Regions from separate parts of the Mus musculus genome. Here region 1 is linked to region 2. A link is a contact called in public promoter capture Hi-C data. All regions are on one chromosome and are shown on one strand. Each heading gives the region's core, a stretch centred on a gene start, on an enhancer-like site or on the middle of the called end of the contact. The rest is flanking DNA. Distances are from core to core; before and after follow the strand shown. Region 1 holds the start of Pkmyt1 (protein kinase, membrane associated tyrosine/threonine 1). Region 2 holds the start of Zfp948 (zinc finger protein 948).

What was found. Promoter capture Hi-C pulls out the DNA fragments that hold promoters and counts their contacts.
Region 1: a promoter capture Hi-C map of liver shows a contact between it and region 2, with 4 times the contacts expected there. The contact joins the promoter of Pkmyt1 here to the promoter of Zfp948 in region 2. A contact is called at or near these places in 5 of 39 promoter capture datasets (the HPC-7 cell line, cranial neural crest, frontonasal cranial neural crest and 2 more).

Annotation. Positions count from the first base shown.
Region 1 is chr17:23,724,840-23,729,593 of GRCm38.p6, reverse strand. It overlaps Pkmyt1 (protein kinase, membrane associated tyrosine/threonine 1), which reads right to left and starts at 3,258. Exons shown (of 8, transcript NM_023058.3): 1 at 2,953-3,258. 1520401A03Rik (elastin) reads left to right here and starts at 3,143. Exons shown (of 41, transcript XM_017317755.2): 1 at 3,143-3,455.
Region 2 is chr17:21,564,121-21,568,890 of GRCm38.p6, reverse strand. Zfp948 (zinc finger protein 948) reads right to left here and starts at 1,913. Exons shown (of 6, transcript NM_001002008.2): 1 at 1,646-1,913.

The DNA of each region.
Region 1 (4,754 bases), core at 2,009-4,508, 2.2 Mb before region 2:
GTCTAGAAGTTTGAACCAACACCAGCTACTGAGTCGTGTTGAACTGGATTTTCTTCTTGCCTCACAGAGGTCAATCCTTTGCAGGTCCTAGTGGTTGCAGAGACACCTCCTACCCCTCACGTGCATATACAAAAAACTAAAGGCCTAAATAAAAGGGGAAACCTGTTCATAACAATGGTCTTGAAGTTGTGAACTGGTGTATAGTTATGGTACAGTGTTACCAGACATTTCTCAAAACAAAGTAAAGGCCTTCAGCTTAAATTGTACAATCTCTGTTAGAATTTCAGCTGGCTCCATTATTGAAAACAATGAGCATCTTGGGCAGTGGTGGTGCACGCCTTTAATTCCAGCACTTGGGAGGCAGAGGCAGGTGGATCTCTGTGAGTTTGAAGCCAGCATAGTCTATAGAGCAAGTGCCAGGACAGCCAGGGCTATATGGAGTGACCCAGTCTCAAAAAAAAAAAAAAAATTGTGTGTGTGTGTGTTTTCCCCCTCTCAAGACAGGACTCATTATGTAGTTCAAGCTGGCTTTGAACAGCCTCCTGCCTCAACCTCCAGAGAGCTGGAATTACTTATTTGCAAAAAGGATGTCAAACAAACCAACAGGAAAGAAGAATCTTTTCAACGAATGGCACACAACTGGATAGCTACATGAAAAAAAAATTACTACAGGGGAAAAAAATCAACTTTATTCATCTTTCTCACTCACTATACTTATAGTTTTACTTTGTTTTGAGAAAAGTCTATGTAACCTGGACTGATCCTGAACTTGAAGCAATCCTCCTGCCTCAGCCTTCTAAGTGCTAGGATTATAGGCATGAGCTACCACTAGCTGACATTGACAGAAATATTAGTGTTTGATCTTGGAATGGATGCCTCAGATTTGCTAGTGGTCTTATACATATATGCTTTCTTAGGATGGCTTTTCAAAAGCTATTATTTATTTATGGGTCAAACCATTATTTAAAAGCTACTAGTCATTATAGGTCAAACCAAGGGGCTAACACACGTCAGGAAAGCATTCTACCAGAGCTATAGCCTCAGCCCTACATCTGTTTGCTTTCTTTCTTTTTTTGTTTTTTGTTTTGTTTTGTTTTGTTTTTCGAGACAGTGTTTCTCTGTGTAGCCCTGGCTGTCCTGGAACTCCCTTTGTAGACCAGGTTGGCCTTGAACTCAGAAATCCACCTGCCTCTGCCTCCCAAGTGCTGGGATTAAAGGCGTGCGCCCCCACCGCCCGGTTCATCTGTGCTTTCTAAATCTGAGATGTATTTTATTTTATTTTTTTGAGACAGTGTCTCTAGTTTAGGCTGTCTTCAAGCTCCCTCACTGTGCAGCCAAGGAAAACTGTGAGGTTTTGATCCTCCGGACACCACCTTCAGGGAACTAGGATCACAGACATGTCCTACTACATTTAGTTTATGCAGTGCTGTATATCAAACTCAGGACATGATTCATGTTAGACAAATGCTAAACCAACTGACTTATTACTATAACTCCAGGTCCTAAATCTGGGATATTTTGAATTATGAAGAGCACCTGGCACCAGGAGTTTGTGGAGCTGCAACTCTGCACAGACATACAGAACGCTGAAGGACTTAAGACATAAATGCTAACTGCTGTCTTTCTTAATCAGTGCTTTAGATAATAGTTGAAATGACTCAAGTATAGTAGTGCCCTGGTGTCAGTATCTTTGTGCCCCTTGGGGCAAAAGAGGGTGTTGGGTTGCTCCAATGTTGTAATTGAAACAAAGGCAAAAAAGCAATAGAAAGTGTCCATTTTAGGGGAAGCCACAATGTATCAAAGGAGCCACACCTAACCTCTAGTAGTAGCTAGATCAAATTACTACTTAGGTTAAGTACTTAAGAGGCTTGCTGGAAGGCCCTCTTGTTATGGATCTATTTACTTCAAGAATCCCATCCCAGAGGTGGCCTTTAGCTTAGTGATAGAGTACATGCCTGGCACCATCAGCGTCCTGCATTTGATGCCCACCCTAAGAAAAAAAAAAACAAATCCCATCCCAGGTCTTCTGTAAGGATCCACGATCATGCTTGTTAATTAAACCTACAGTCTTGAAGGGGACGTGGGTGGGGGAGGTAAGAGTACTTGCTGCCCTTCCAAAGGACCAGGTTTGATTCCCTGACACACAAGCGTCTGTAACTCCAATTCCAAAGGGATCTGACACCCTTTTCTGACCTATGTGGGCACTAGGCACAAACAGACAAAAATACACATGCATTAAAAAGAGTAAAAACTTTTTTTTTTTAAAGGAAGAAGGAATACAGTCTCCATGCCTAGCACCTGGGAGTCCATCACCTTCTGTTTCAGCCAGAGAGACCATTCCCTCTCAATGCCATTTTCATTTCAACATCACTGGTCATTTACATTCTAATACCTCTGGCCTGGTCAAACAGCTTTTATGGGGTGAGAAGGGTTGGTAGTGGAGTCCCGGCTGAGTACAGAGTGTCCCTGAGCCACTGGGTTTCCAGGGACCTCACCCTCTTACTGAGCTGTACCCATCTGTTGACCACCATCTAGCGTTAGACTGTGAGTTTCTCCCGTGCAGGGCCACTGCTGAATCCGTTCGGTAGGCGAGGGGGAACTCTGACAAACCATTGCGTAAACAGGCTGTCACCCGGGGGTGGAGGGGCTCTTCCCAGAGAGCCGCGGGAGAAAGAGAGGCAGTGCTGGAAAAGGAGCGCCCAATGGGAAGGGACAGGGGACCCGCGGGAGTAGGCGGGGCGTGGGCGACAGCGCTGACCTGGAGTCATCCGAGGGCTAGTCCGGCCCGTGACAGACACGGAGGGGTGGGGCTGCTGCAGGGGGGTGGGGGGGTGACCGGATACTGAGAAGAGGCCGGAGGGCAGTCGCGGGGCGCAGCGCGGCAGGAGCGCGGGCCAGGGCGCCGGCGGAAGAGCGGCGCAACCGGGAGATCTCACCCGGGTGTGGGCTCACCTGGGGAGGCTGGGCGTGGCGCAGCGTGGCGCAGCGTGGCGCAGCAGCGAGGTCCCAGGTTCCGGGTCGGCGGGGGCCGCTGGGGACCTCACAGAGGCCAGGCAGGCCGGGGTCGGGCAGCGGGGCCTCTGGACACCGGGACGAAGCACCCTCCAAGAAGGGGAACCGCCCGTGAACGCGCGCGGAGCCAGCTCGCGCCAAAAATTCCAAACCGGCCTCGAGGCCCCGCCCAGGCTCGCCCGTGGTCCCGCCCCCGCCTGGTGCAGCGGGTCTAGCGCCCGGGGCATTGGCCCCGCCTCGCGTCTTGCGTGCGCACCGAGGTCTCCCCGCCTCCGAAGTTTGCCGGAGCGCTCTCACTGCGCAGACGCAACTCTTCGAGGCCTATTGCGGCGGGAACGATCCTTGGCCCCTCTCTGTCGGTATTTGTCGGCCTTCACACTATGGTCCCCACACCAGCTGCTCTCTATTGGCTGCCTTAATATTCGTGTCCATAAAAGGGGCAGGTAAGGGCCCTGCAGCCAAGTGGCATCTCCTCAAGGAGTTGCCACTGGGGACAGCACAAGCGAATGTCCCACTACTTATAATCTTATGCATATTCAGACACCGGTCTTCATCATCCCAGGATAGCGATTGGTAGCGCCTGTTCTAAGACGGTGGAGTCTCCTTGTAAATAGGCTGTCTGAGGCCGATTCTTACATCCTTTAGCTCAGAACCTTGTGCTCAACTGACTCCTCTCAGTCACTTCCTGGCCTCACAACCTCTGGTACATGATGGGTTGTCACTTTTCTTCTAAACGTGGAGCCGAGGAACCTAGGACAATTTCTTTAAAGAAGGTCTGCACAGAACAAAGTGGGGTGGAGCTTGCTTCATGGAGAAAGGGACCTTTATTGATTTCAACTAGAAGTGAAAAATCATGCTTTATAGCCAATCTCTCTAAAATGCTCCTGCAATCTCTTGGAACAACAGTGGGAAGGAAGGCCAGGCCCTACTTAAGCCTGAGATCAAGAGCTGGGGTACCGCCCACCTCCAAGCCCTTCCCTTTGCTTTAGTGACTTTGAGAGCCAGAACAGTTGTGACTTGGTCTAGTCCTTGTTGAGAACCCTAGACAGGTCCCTCTCCAACTATTTAGAGCTATTTTCTGCCAGCTCCGTTTTCTGGACAGGCCTCCCCTTCTTCCAACCATTTATTCCTCAAAGTCTAATTCATAATGATTAAAACACACTAACACACACACAGTAACAAAAAACAAAACAAAACAAAACAAACAAACAAACAAAAAACTGCACTGGTACATGTCTATACCCCAAGCACAGAGGCGGCTGAGGCAGAAAGGTCACATGAGCCTAGGAATTGGAGGCCAGTGGGTACTATAACAATATTCCTGGGGCTGGAGAGATGGCTCAGTGGTTAAGAGCACTGACTGTTCTTCCAGAGGTCCTGAATTCAATTCCCAGAAACCACATGGTGGCTCACAGCCATCTGTAATGCCTTCTTCTGGTGTGCCTGAAGACAACTACAGTGTACTCACATACATAAAATAAATAAAATCTTAAAAAAAGAAAGAAAGAAAAAGAAAACTCAATTAAAACAAAACAAAACAAAAAAACGAAACAAGATGCCTGTCCTCAGATAAACCACTAAGTAAAAGTTGGGTAAAGTGGTGTATAGCTCTGTAATCCCAACACTGAAGACCTGGGGAGGCTGAGGCAGGGGTAATCTCTGAGTTTGAGGCCACCCTGATATATATCAGAAGTTCTAGGCCAGCCTGGGCTACATAGTGAGACTTTGTCTCAAAACCCGGC
Region 2 (4,770 bases), core at 664-3,163:
GAACCTCACTTCTATTTATAGATCAGTGAAAGCTGGTGGGCAAAAATGAAATGGAATGATATGGATGAGAATATTATATACTAGGGAGGTCGTTATTTATCCTGGACTAAAAATGATGGACGCCTTATACCCCCAAAGGGATTAAAAATCCTTATACCCCCAAAAGCTTGCAAAATAAAACACCAAAAACCCTGAGGAGGAGCAAGGGAGGCTGGAAGCAAACTATTCTCACCCATACAAACCAGACGGCTGTAATTCTGCAACATCCAGTCTCTGTACAAAGCCTCCCCAGCATGGTCCTGACATTGCCCCTCCTTCTTGAAGAAGTCCACAGTCACACCAGTGGCTGTGAACTGACCACAAAGTACAAAACAGCAGTAAAAATATTTGTCTTGGTTCACACCTTTAATCCTAGCACTCAGGAGACAGAGTTGGGTGGAACTCAGTGACTTCCACTCCAGCCTGGTCTACAAGGTGAGTTTAGTCCAGATGTAGCAACAGAATGGGCTCAGGGATCAAACACAGCAAACAAAAGAACTAAAAAATTACAGTTTGGTTGTATGTCCATAGAGTCCTTTACTAGAAAGGAGACAAAAGACTACTATTGACATTTTTCTAATATAGAAGAGTTAATTTTTCAAAAGACGCTTTATAGTTTTATAGTTTACAACAATACGTTTCATTCGTGTTTTCATTTTTCTTCTCCCGTTTCCAATAGACGGGATTTCTCCATAGCCCTGACTGTCCTTAAACCATGTCTGTATACCAGGATGACAAGGATCTTCTAGACCTACCTGCCTGTTTCCCAAGATAGGGATTAAAGATTTGTGCTTATAATGTCCTTTCTAACTGTGAACTGTAACAGATGTGCAGCTTAGTTGTCATGTGGGCCCTGTAACAACTGGAGCAGAGCCTGTCTCTGACTCTGTTGTCTGCCTTTGGATTCCTTTTCCAACTGGGCAGTCTTGTCTAGCCTCAATGGTAGATAAGCCTAGTCCTACTGCAACTAGACTGGCTGAGCCACTGGACTCCTCCCCTTCTCTGAGGAGAAATGGAGGAGGAAATTGGTGGAGGAGAAGCAGGAGGAATGGACTGGGAGGAGAGGAAGTGGGGGGAGGGGTGGTGTTTGCGATAGAAGTGTAAAGTAAATAAATTAATAATGAGAAATAAAAGTTTACTTATAAATGTTAATGTTCACAACCATACCTATGTAATTTGCAAAAATAAAATATTCTTTCAGATTATTTGCAACCACTCCTTTATATATAGTATCTAAAAGATATCCGGGGATGCCAAGTCACTGTAAGTCTCCTGGTAAAACAGGCCAGTTAGAGTGAATGAATGTAAATTTCAAGAGCTTTTTCCTTTTAACCTGAACAAACAGAATTGGTTTTCAAAAATCAATACATAAATTCAAATATTCTACTACAGTATTCTAATAGGAACATTTGGCATTCAGAAGTCAATTTAAAAAAAAAAAAAAAAAAAAACAGGATTAGTCCGATTTATGTGAGCTAAAAGTTCTCGACAAGGGAAGAAAGACATCTACAGCAGAATTCCCGAGCCAGGTTCCTTAGAAGCAGAAGACAAACCGATCACACCCTGTTCCCTTCCCGCCCTTTTCCAACCCCACAGCTCCTCTGACCTGGGCGGTTCCAGGGCCGCCTGGCTCCGGTTCTCGCCGCTTTGCGACTGATTGCTGATTCCTCCAGGATGCCCCGCAAGGCACCCGCGGCTGCCTGGAGTTTTAGCTTCCCACGAAGTCCTCTGTGTCCTCTGACCCCAGGTCTGAACCACGCGATTCCCCACGGGGCAGGGCCGCGAGCTCTGGACCTGACAGGTCCTTGACACTTCTGGTTCTTCGTCCCACGTTTCCAGCCTCCCACACCCAGTTTCCAGCTTCCGTTCACGTCACTGCCCTAACTCCTCCCACTGGGAATACTCCTCCCACTCGGAACACTATGTTTTCCACCCCCACCTAATGTCTAACAACCTTCCACCATGTTTCTGGGTGAATATCCCTGCCCCGCGAACACGTCCCTCCCACTTTGTCTCAGGCTTCCTGCCATACAGCTCCAGCTGTCAGGCTGCTTCGGACCCGCTATGCACAGCCTCCCAGTGGCCACTGTCTGCCTAGACCAGAACTGGGCCTAATAGGACGCTGCACCCCGGTATCTGATCCCCATCCTGGGTACTGAATCCTTTAGATGCAAAATAGCCTAAAACTAGCCTCTAGGACACATACTTCATACCAAACAATAACAGGCTAACTTGAGAAGCCAGAGTCCCATTCCCAACACACAAACATAGGAAGCCAATACCAAATTCTGAAAATTTGACTATGGTACAGACATTCAAAGAACTTGGATTTTGAAAAAAAAAAAGAAAGGTGTCTAAAGAAGTCAGTAGTCATCGTTTTGTCATCAGCATAGGGCTGAAGTCATCCCGCACTGTACTGCTTTCACCACTAGATGTCATTTTACTAACTCAGAAAGGCATTTGTCTTCTGTGAGTCATTCACGAGGCTCTTTTCTCATGACAGATTTCTGGTGGATGCAGACTCTTGGCTAGCCCAGTCGCAAAAAAAAAAAAAAAAAAAAAAAAGTAAAGTACGTGGTTCTAGTCATAAAAAAGTCTGTTACTCTATAACAACTCCAGCTCTGGGAACACTGAGGAAGAAGAGTAGGTTAGGAAATAAGGGAAAGAGGGAAAAGGGCTAAGACACACCATCCTCTAGATCCCATACAACTATTGTAATCAGTAACCAACAGCAACTGTCCTTCCCTGCACTGGCCTCACACAAGACCACAGTCAGTCTAGGAAGTGGAACAGCTCTCTATATGTTGGCTATGGATAGAGTGTAGAAGAATCACTGCCTTTAGTTGTCATCCTATACTGAGCACATCAGACTCCAGCAAGGTCTCACAAATGACTCTGGTTCATCTCAGTGATCCCAGGCAAAAATGAATGGAGATGAACACAGTAGAGTGACTGTTGGAACTGTGGACCATAGTGAAGAGGTAGGAGGTGAGAGTGGCAGTATTTGAAGTGGGCACAGAAACACACAATGCTGTCATGTGTGTGTGTCTGTGTTTGTGATATATCTAATAATAGAAAAGGGGGGGGGGTATTTATTCATCCATTCATTATAGACAGAGTTTCTCTGTGTGTACCTGTGTTTAAAAGCTGGTGCTAAGCCGGGTGTGGTGGCGCACACCTTTGATCCTAGCACTCGGGAGGCAGAGGCAGGTGGATTTCTGAGTTAGAGGCCTGCCTGGTCTACAAAGTGAGTTCTAGGACAGCCAGGGCTAAACAGAGAAACCCTGTCTCAAAAAAACAAAAACAAAACAAAACAATACAAAACAAAACAAAACAAAAAAACGGTGCTAATGTGACCAGATCAATTGTTTAATTTTAACACCAGTGTGAGATTTCTTTTTGGTTGTATCACTATGTGGTGGGATTTTTGTTTTTTGAGACATGCTGGCCTGGAAGTCACTGAGATTAGCGTTCCCTGCCTCTGGAATGCTAGGATTGATTCAAGGCATACTCCACCATGGCAGGTTCAGTATCTCGTTTACTATCAGGTAATAGAGTTTAAGAGTCTTGATTGTTGTGTGTGTGTCAAGAAATATTAAGTGTTAAGCTGATTTGTTGTTAGTTCTTTGGAGTTCTGATAGACTCCTGTCATTCTACTCATGGAGTTCTTTTAAGGATGGCATCTTATAATTGCTTCAGTCCCATTGTTTCTCTTAGTTTTATTTATATTATTTATTTCACATTGTTTATATTTGGCATGTTATATACATCATTTCAATTAGAGTATTCTATTTAGTAAAATAGAAGTCTTTAATATCAGTAAACAGAAGATCTTATTAGCACATTTCTATCAAGTTAGTTGAGCCTTTACCTTGCGTAACTATCAGAACCTTATGAGCTGGGCAGTGGTGGCATATGCCTTTAATTCAGGCACTCAGGAGGTCTCTGTGAGTTCCACATCAGCCAAAGTTACACAATTGAAACCCTGTCTCTACAAACAAACAAACCAACAAGCCAATCAAACACATAAGAAAACAGTATGTATAGTCAGGCAAGGTCTTGTAAGCCTTCAAACCAAGCACTCAGAAGGCAGGAACAGGGGAACTCTGTGTTCAAGGCCCCCCTCGTCTAAATAGAGAATCTAGGACATCTTGCAATACACAGAGAGATCCTGCCTCAAAATAAAACAGACTCTTCCCTGAGGAGGAGCTTGTATGAACCCAGAATCAGCCTGCAAGCTTCCAAAGCAAGAATCTAACCAACAGTCTTACTCAGTTATGATGCCGATAAACCAAATCAACAATCATCTTGGCAGGACAACTCTAAGGGTGCAGTAACAACAAACTCATGTTGGTGGTAAACAACAGCTCTCTAGTTGGATTTAAAACACTCTTAACAAAAGAAAACCATGACTGGTACTGGAAACATAGCTACCTACTCAGTGCTGGTGAAATCAGGAATCTTACAGGAGACCAACAACCACCACTTTACTAAAGCAGCATAATCCCTAATAAAAATCTAAACATCTTTTCCTTGTACCAACAAATAAATGTAGGCTTCTTCCCTCATCAAAGAAACTTCTCTTTCAACAGAGACCACTACAAAAAAAAAATCCACAACAAATCAAAATGTAGAGTTGTGAAGCCCATGCCTAATGGATACATCTACAAAACACTTATGCATCTAAGGCTCAAGGAATATTTTTGAAGATGGGTATCAATAATCACGAGG